Regions from separate parts of the Gossypium arboreum genome. Here region 2 is linked to region 1. A link is a contact called in public Hi-C data. All regions are on one chromosome and are shown on one strand. The core of a region is the stretch at or near the end of the contact, and the rest is flanking DNA. Distances in the headings are between cores, read along the strand shown. Region 1 holds the start of LOC108463963 (probable protein S-acyltransferase 22). Region 2 holds the start of LOC108462069.

Evidence for each region. A called contact is a pair of places that touch in the nucleus more often than the background predicts.
Region 2: a Hi-C map of leaf shows a contact between it and region 1, with 4 times the contacts expected there. The contact joins the promoter of LOC108462069 here to the promoter of LOC108463963 in region 1. A contact is called at or near these places in 3 of 5 Hi-C or Micro-C datasets (all in leaf).

Annotation. Positions count from the first base shown.
Region 1 is chr13:28,540,105-28,544,752 of ASM2569848v2, forward strand. LOC108463963 (probable protein S-acyltransferase 22) reads right to left here and starts at 1,741. Exons shown (of 9, transcript XM_017763995.2): 1 at 985-1,741; 2 at 742-855. The coding sequence starts at 1,026.
Region 2 is chr13:28,743,299-28,748,246 of ASM2569848v2, forward strand. It overlaps LOC108462069, which reads left to right and starts at 3,118. Exons shown (of 9, transcript XM_017762068.2): 1 at 3,118-3,496; 2 at 3,577-3,934; 3 at 4,005-4,088; 4 at 4,198-4,330; 5 at 4,425-4,587; 6 at 4,704-4,832. The coding sequence starts at 3,667.

The sequences.
Region 1 (4,648 bases), core at 491-2,990:
AATAAACACAGTCTTTACTACTATTATATATGACTTTAAGAGAGAACAGTTCTCAGTTTACAAATTCCAGTCAGCAGATAACATCATAGAAGCCTAACTTCTTTGTGTGAAATATTTCTTTAAGAGAGAGTTCATCAACCTAGCATTATCTAGAATTGTCAGTAAGTACCCCAGTCCCCGATAGCATGGACTTGCCCAAATGTTCTCGAGTATTTTATAACTTATGAGAACTATCAAACAAACCGTCTTAAAGTTTCAGATCTCTGTGTTTGCTGTGATAACAGTTCAGCAGTTCATAATTTAACATTTCCTAAAAGTAATACAAAACATTTATGAGCCAATAAACTACTTCAATAAAAGAATTTTTGCTCCAAAAAGGAAGAGCAATAAGACCAGCTGTTAACCAGAAGAAATTTAGCCACTAATAATCCTTTAATGGATGAAATTTGAAACTCTTGTATAGAATCAATGCCTCCTAAAAGGAACAATGGCTAAAAGACAATTGCCCTTATCAGCTAAAGTCACAAGTTGATGATATGCTTGAGAGACTCCATAAGATAAAACAACCAAAAGAAAAAAAAAAGAAAAAAAAATCAGATTTAGAAAAAGGAAAGGACCCTTAGATTAGAGGGAAAATAAATGAATCAGAGAGACCAACAGGCAAAGAAAACATAGATCTCAATTCTTCCACCTACTAGAAAATAAAAATAAAATAAAAGGAAAAATGTTGAAATGGCTTACAAGAGGAGTATAGATTCCAATCACAATGTATTGAAACATCTTCTTCCCAACAAAAGGAGCAAAGAACACATAGAATGCAAATCCAAGTGCCAAGAACACAGCAACAGCAACCACCTTTGCAAAAATAAGTAAAAAAAAAAAAACGAAAACTTTGCTAAATTACCCAGAATTGGAACAACAAAAAAGCTCAGCAATTTTACATAAAAATGGAAATAGTAACAAAGAACCAAAAACAAAAAATACCTGGAGTGGATGATAAGGAAGCTGCCATCCATGCTTCCTCATTTCCTCTTAAAATGTTAAACGAACAGAGAAGGGGAAAATATGGAAAAGAGTGAAAGTCAAAATCTGCTGGGTATTTTTCCTATACTTAGTTTCTCACACTTTCCCTCACTTTCCGGGGAAAATAAAGATCACTCATTTCACTAGACCACCAACCAAGCATTACCCTTTGTTTTTTTTTTTTGTTTTGTTTTTTTTTTTACCTTCACGGGTCTAATAAAAAAAAGGGCAAGAAAAATGTAAAGTGTAAAAGAAAAAGAACAAGGTAGCTGAAGAAGATAGGTTTGGACAGTAAGGAAAGCTTTGTCTGGTTCACACAATCATGGCCCCTGCCTCATGCAATGAAAGAGAAAAGACAGAAAAAAACACAAGAAGGGCTAGTCTGGGGTTTGGGTATTTATTTGTTTCTTATATAAAGCATTTTGCTTGGCCATAAGATCTGTCTCAAAACTCTCAAACTGTGTCTCTAAGTAACAACATGCGAGAGAACTGGTTTTTTTTTTTTTTTTTTCATTCTTTCGTTTCCATTGCCTATAATGTACCTTCAAAACCCAACTTTTACTTTTTTTTTTACTTTAATTTTTTGTTTAATTTTCTTTGTTTAATTTAATCATGTTCAAAGTGTCACAACATCAGGCCCATCGCTGCAAATAGACAGTTGTTCGGTTTCATCTTTTGTAATTGCCTTCACCAACAATTGTCTTAAAAATTCCTTTTTCAGCATTTTCCATCAATATTTTGACCCAGTTAGCGTTTTTAGTCTTAAATTATACATTATTATTATTATTATTATTTTAGCTTAGAAGTATTCATAATTTGCCAAGAAAAAAAAGTATGCATAATTATATATTTTAGTATTTTAAAAAATATTTTGACATAAGTATTTCATTTCTTACATTCTTTCGACTTTAGCCTATCCCTTTTCTCTTTTTTTTTCACCCATCATCATATTCATTTTCCTTTATCTTTCTTTTAGATGTGAAAAAAAAAATTCAAACTTTTGCATAAGATTCCTCCCATAATTTTTGTCCTAGTGCATTTCATGTTTTCATATCATTTTAATGCATATCATCACATTATAATCATGTTTAAAATATTTTATGATAATTTGTATTATAAATTATTATTTCGTTTGAGGTTTTTATTACAAGCAATGTTAAAAATACCATGTATCTTATTTAACTATTTTTTTTATTTTTAACATCAATTAATGATATAACCTATTAATTTTTCTTATAAAATCAAACCACTTCACTATCAACATTTGTGGCGTATGTCTCGCATTTATCGAACGTTTTGCAAGCACTTATTGGAGATACATGTGCGACGTCACGACGAGGAGATATGTGACATTACAACAATGCGACGGGCAAGGGACGACGTCACGACGAAGGTCGTCAAGACGTAAAAACGAGGCGACGATCTCTTGATGTAGGAGCAGCGGCGACATCACAATAAGGAAAGTCGTGGCCTTTGTAACCCTGATTTAGACATGCCAATCAGAGAGGGTTTTTCTTTTAAGGGGACAAGAAGTAGTCGCATATGAATTTGAGAAAGTTTTTTGTGGTAACTATGGAGTGAATTATGTTCCCAAGTTAGGGTTTCGTTTTCAAAGTTTGGGTTTTGTACATTTCATATATTTAGGTTTATTTTCTCCATATTGTACTCTCGTGTGTTTACTCATTTACTGAAAAGCCGAAGCCTCCTTCGTTCATGGTTTTATCTTCTTCGAAGGAGTTTTCCATGTAAATATTTGTGTTTGTTCTTCTCCACTTTACTATCTCGTTGTTTATACGGGTCGGTCCCCAACAAATTGATATCAGAGTCAATGATGAATTTCGATATGAAAAAGTTCGACGGGATCACAAATTTTATTTCTAACACTTTCGAATAATTACAGAAGTAGCTAATGTGGCTGAGCACAATGGTGATGATTCGTTGTTCTCTATATATAATTCGGTTGAAGGTGGCGTATTGTTAGATATCAGGCATGTGTCTGATTTTAAAAAAAAAAATCACATCCCCTTTTGGTCTTTAGGACTCAAATGGTTCGCAGAGTGTTTGAGGCAAAGTGTCACACCTCAAACCTAACCTAGACGTTATGGTTGGTTTTGGAAGGTTACATTAATAAATTGAAACTTTAGTCATATATTTTCAAAATTTATCTTATTCCAAAACTGAAAATTGTAGATTTTATAAAACTCGTCACAACTTTTGGTAGGAAGATTGTCATTTATAAAATGTTTAGGTGAAATTTTTAATCGTATACTTATAAAACTTGGTTTTTATAAAATCATCACACTTTAGTTACTTGCTTTGTTAAACACATAATCCTGATTAAAATTTTGCAGCGAAAAAATTCTTAGAGTTGTTTAACTTTAAAAATTATACGTTTATTTCAAATTATCAAAAATTATACCGGTTTTTAAAATAACTAACTAAAATATTTAACAAATCCCAAAACCAAAGTTAAAGTCCGAAAAACAGTCTATAAGTCCATAAAATCAAAAATAAAAGTTTCTAAACGAGTTAAACACAAAAATCAAATCGAGCTCTTGAGCGCCGCCAAATCCTAAGTCCGAGGATTACCTAAAAAATGTTAAACAAACAGAATGAGCTATAAAGTTCAGTGTGTGCCTTGGCCCACAAGCATAAATCACATCATAAACATGCTTAAATGCATATATCAGAACAGATGGATCAGAAGTCACACATGCTTAGCATAACATAATCAAATAGAATAATCTTACCCCCATCCGCTACACACTAAACCCCTCACCCATACCCGAGATCGGGACAAGGTACAAGGCGTTACCAGACACATACTCGGACACTTTCAGAAAATACAGGTTATAAAATTTCATTCTAATTTAAGACCGACCCAAACAACATCATAGTGTCCCGATTATGGACCTACAAGGTCCAAAACATACATTAAAAGGGATCTGGGACTAAACTGAGAACTATAGAAAATTTTAGAAAATTTACTAGAATTATGCCTTACACGCCCATGTGGAGGCAAGGCACACGCCCGTGTGCTTAGGGACACCCCTGTGTGTCCCACCCGTGTTGAATTATTTGGATTTATTTTTCATTTCAAACTTACAGAGATTTTCACACCGCCCGTATCCTTGGACCATGTCCCTCACACGCCCCAAACACGCCCGTGTCCAAAAACCCAGACATTCTGTTTATGATGTCATCATTCATTTTGAGGCATACAGCCAAGGCACACGCCCGTGTGCTAGGCCGTGTCCTCCACACGATTGAGACACACGACCGTGTCTCTACACGTGTGTTTACTACCATGCAAACTGACCTAAAATTTTAAGTGCAAGGGACACACGGCCAAGCAACATGCCTATGGGGGCTGACCGTGTGTCACACATGGCCTAGACACATGCTCGTGTGGCTACCCATGTGGACCTTTTTAGGGCTATTTTCCAAGCCTTTAGTCACCCTTTATCATCCATACACACTTAAAGACTTCAATGGTATTTAACATGGCTTAATTATACTCTAAAAAAATCTTGACATAACTCATTGCATGCTAACCTCATATCATCGGTTTAGTACATGCTAAATTATCCTTTTCGTATTAGGGATTAATGTGACACCCCTTACT
Region 2 (4,948 bases), core at 1,868-4,367, 200 kb after region 1:
AGTGCAAACTGTGATGTGCAAATCTCCGAGCCTTATGAAAGGGACACTACAGTGTTCAGGCATCAATGTTAGGAATGGTGAAATGAAAAAATGGGGGATTAATAGAGAAATTGGAATTTCATTAAGATTCCGCCAGACAATGTTTTGAGTGCAAACCTAAGACCCTCTCATGTATTGTTTTCTATGGCTATTCTGTTCTTTCAAGCATTCTTTTGGCTTGAGTTGCTCCCGCTATATAAATTTGTGCCTTGGATGAATTCTACAAGAATCCTCACTTTGTGGGAGTTAGGCTGACTTAGGTGTGTTTGAAACGATAAAATCGCCTAAAGTCGCATGGATTTCAAGACTAAAGGTCTAGCCCCGTGACATAAGATCATAGCTCAGCTATGACAACCAATAAAGTCCGTTGGGATAATAAACACGAGGATTAAAAGGTGTAAGACCATAGCTTGACTATGGCAACCAATAAAGTCTGCGGGGACAATAAGCACAAAGATTATAATGTGTAAGACCATAGCTTGACTATGACAACTAATAGAATCCATCAAGACAATAATCACGAGGATTATAAAATGTAAGACCATAGCTCGACTATGACAACTAATAGAGTCCGTTGGGACAATAAATACGGAAAAGCCCACTATGACGTTAAACATGGGGTTAGGTTGTGAAGGATCGCAGCTTAGCTATTGTAAAGTATGGTAGTCCGCTAAGACAATAAACACAGGTAGTCTACCGGGATGTTAAAAACAGGATAATTTGCTAGGATGATAATTGGGGGAAATTATGCGGACGAAGGAAAAGAGGAATTGAAATAAAAGTGTAAGTGTTGGCAGGAGATAGATAGCCAGCGGGTTAATGATGAATTCGTCGAACAAGGCTAAGAAATAGAAAAGGGAAATAGTCCACCAAAACAATAATAATAGAAGTTGGTAGGACATAGGGTGGGAACCCGACGAGAATCACTCATCAAAAATGAAGAACAAATAGTGTCAAACGAATAGATCAATGAAAAGAGGTTTATCCTAGGATTGTAGTTAGGGATCTACCACTAATGGTCGCCAGATGGTGTCCAACGAAATATTGTATGAGAGAAAGAGAAGTACCAAAAAGGAGTAACCAAGCGTCAGATATGTCTGTCAAAATTATATCTTCTTAAGGGGAATTCATTTCTAGTTTATTCGCCATAGAGTCAGATCCATATATAATCAGCCTATAAGAGAGATAGAAAGCTTGAATGGTTGATTAGGTGACAGTGTGTGGGATGCCAGAGATCAAAATGGTCCAATGTGGATGGATCTTTCTCATAGTCAAAAGTTGGGATTTATGAATAGGGCGGATTACAAGGGAGTAATCCAAACAATATTGCAACTCGAAAGTGAGGTGGAAGTAGAAAAAATGAAACAAGGTTAAGATTGTCAATACGACGTAACCCTTTTCTAGTAATTCTTATGAGTAGAATGTCAGCTTATATGCCAGATTTAAGGTGGACAACGGGTGAGATGGGTGAGGTCAAGTGAAGTTTCACTAGAATTAGTTGAATGGTCATAAGCAGACCAAGTAATGATCACTTAGCGATCATTCTGCTATTGAAGAAAGGCGAAAGGCGAGCAAGAGTCTGACACTCTAGATGAAAATGGATCGTCTAAACGAGACAAGAAGTAGTGTGTGTTTAGTTCTTTTTTACTTGAACCCGTGCAAGATGGGGTCTATTTTCGTTTAATGCAGCAAAGAAACTCACTAAGTTCATTTGAACTTACAAGGGTTTTGACTTGTTATTGCAAAACTCGCGGGATAAGGAATCAAATAGGGACTAAACCAGGCTGTGTTAGATCAATGATCACCGTCAAGGGTGTCATGCACATAGGAAAGAGGTACCTTTAGAGGCTTAGCCTCAAAATCAAATACATTGTAATTAAATAGCTGCCTTAGAGTCCAACATTTTCGGAGTTAGCGACTTTATTAAATTTAAGGGTTCGATTGTAATAAGTTTTTTAACTCCTCCTTTAAGACTATTAAGTCTAAAAAATATGTGGCCAGGAAATCCGGTTAAGTTGTGAACTCCATACCCGAATTCAGCAATTGGGTCGATAAAGGTGTTACAAATTGCTTGCTAAGTTGCAACTATCTTAGTCTTATTGAAGTATAATGACATTTTTTAATGTATTTTCAAATTGTTGAGAAACATTTATTTTAATGTTTTTTTGTGTATTTGATGTATTATATTTTTTAAATTTGTTTTTGTATAAAAAATATTTAATACAGGCAGGCTCGATCGAGCTCAAGTTTAGCATTTTTAATCTGGATCATGCTTGGACAGAATTTTAGACCCATTTTCAGGTCGGGCTTAAAAAATAGGCCTAAAATTTTGCACTGGCCCAACCCATGATTAGGTCTAGTTTAATCTTAGCTCAAATCTAATGTCCAGGGATGAAGTCAGAAAATTTTTTTTGTGCAGAAATAAATAAAAAATTTAGGGAGGCAACATGCAATTTGATCATTGTACTAATTTTTTATTTCCTAAAAATTGAAAGGTTATATAGATAATTTTTTTTATTTTTGGGGCCATGGCAATTGTCTACCCCTTTCCTTTTGCCCTTGCGAATGTGGAGCATATTTAAAACTTGTAGATTAAATTATAATCATGCATGTACTTACTTCATGGATAATTTGAATCCGACATATTTAAAAAAAGAAAAGAAAAAAACCATCACAAATTTTATTAACATTTTGCTTTTTCAAGATGTCAAATATAAGTTATTCATGTGGTAGGTAATTGACATTTTAATACACTCTACGTTAGACTTAAATTGACATTTTAATGCTTAAATCGATGGTCAGATTGGCAAAAGAACCTAATTGATACAAAATTGATGCTTTGAAAATTGAATTATAGCTATTTGAAGTTTAGGGACTGATTTAAAATATGTGTGATGATTTGTGATGTTTGACAAAATTAACCCAAAAATCATTATAATTACTAACTCCTTTTCTTTAGGATAATAATTGATAATGCCACGTAGGATTAAGACAAAAGCGGTAAAGCCCGCGAAATCTCGGGCGAGAAAACAAAAAATTAAAAATAAAAATAGTAAAAGAAGAAATCAGACAGTAATTGAATGAAAGAAGCAGAAAACAGAAACAGGACAAGAGGGGGGGATTTAAAAAGGGGACATTTGCAAATTAAGGACCCGCTTATAACGGAGGGTCTGTCTCAGATCCTTTCAATTTTATCTCCTCCATTTGTCTTCCTTTCCACTCTCTGTTTCTCGAGTATTTCTTGAGTTTTTTTTTTTTCTTATCTCTGGTCCCAATTTACCCCCCCCCCAAAAAAAAAAAAACAGAGACCAAAGACAGAGACATAAGCAGGGAGAAAGAGAGACAGAGAGAGGAACAGAGACACACACAGAGAGAGAAGGGGTTTTAAAGTTCCGAAGTGAAGAAGAAACTGTTATGTTCTTCGTCCATGCCGGGATTTTAACCTTTCTCTCCTCAGGTTCTTACCTTTTATCCTCTCTTTTTTTTTTTAACATTTTTTTCATGTATGGATGTATCATACGTATGTTTTGATTTCAGTTTGATGAAGCCTGATCCTCGGAGCATTTCAGCTTTAAGCCTGGTCCTTCTTGCACCGGTAGCAGCCTTGATAAAGAGATCCCCGGCAATATGGGTGGTTGCGCCTCGGTATACGGTCAAATGGCAATACCTAGACCACATAAACGACACTTCAGTTTCGGGAAGCGTCACGGAAAGATATCGGGAAAGATTCCCCCTCCCATACCTGAAGTACGTAGGAATATGAGCGATGCCAGCATGACCGATATCACCGTTAGTGAATACGTTCACGTAGACTACGAGAACGGGTCCGAGATGTCTAACAAAACATTTCATGTAACACAGCTACAATATAACCACAGTCAACTTTCTTCCAATGGTACTCTCCTATCCCATCATCCCATTGGCACATATGTTATTTTAATAGTAGCAATGATATTATGTTGCAGGGAAATGCCAAGATGAAGTATGGTTCGATTCGGTTAGTATTATGGAGTCCGAGTCGGACGAGGATTGCCATAGCGTATACGGAGGTAATTTCACTCCTTTCTCATCCCAGTTGGAACTGCATCATGTTATGTAGATATGAAACATTTTATGAATGTTACAAACTTTGAAGGCCTGAACAATGAAACCCAACAGGTGGAGCCGAGCGGTACGTTTACCGTCCCCGAGCTGGAGTTCAAATCCCTTGTTCAGGAGAGAAGGCGACACCAGGAACGTGGTCAGAGATTTCACCTTCAGTTTTCAAGCTTCGCGGACTGAATTTCTTTAGGCAAGCCATTTTAGTTTATCCACCACAAATGTTAATGCAATGCTTTCTCATACATTATCTCATCAAAATGTTGAAACTTGATACGATTTTGCAGAGATAAACAGAAGTCCCCAGCACCAGATTGTAGCCCATATGTACCAATAGGGGTTGATTTATTTATCTGCGCAACTAAAATGAACCACATTGCTGAGCAAGTTCAATTACCAAAAGTAAAACCACATGATAAAGTGCCTGCTCTTTTGATTGTTAACATACAGGTTCTTGTTTTTGTCTCTTTGAATCGCATGTTTTTTTTTTTTTTTGGCGGGGAGGGTGGGGGCATTATCTTACACAATTTAACAATGTCTCTTGATTTGGCGGTTTGTTGTTGCAGGTGCCAACTTATCCTGCCAATGTGTTTATCGGTGATGCCAATGGGGAAGGTTTGAGCCTTGTCTTGTATTTTAAGGTCTCGGATACTTTTGATAAAGATATATCCCCTCAATTCCAGGAAACCATCAAGGTATTCATTCACTCCCTCACCAATTATACAACCTTACAATCAATGTTTGTGTCCTTTTTTTTCTTTGGATAAATTCTACCAAAATTACGAGTTGAATTCTTAATCGGCCCCAAATT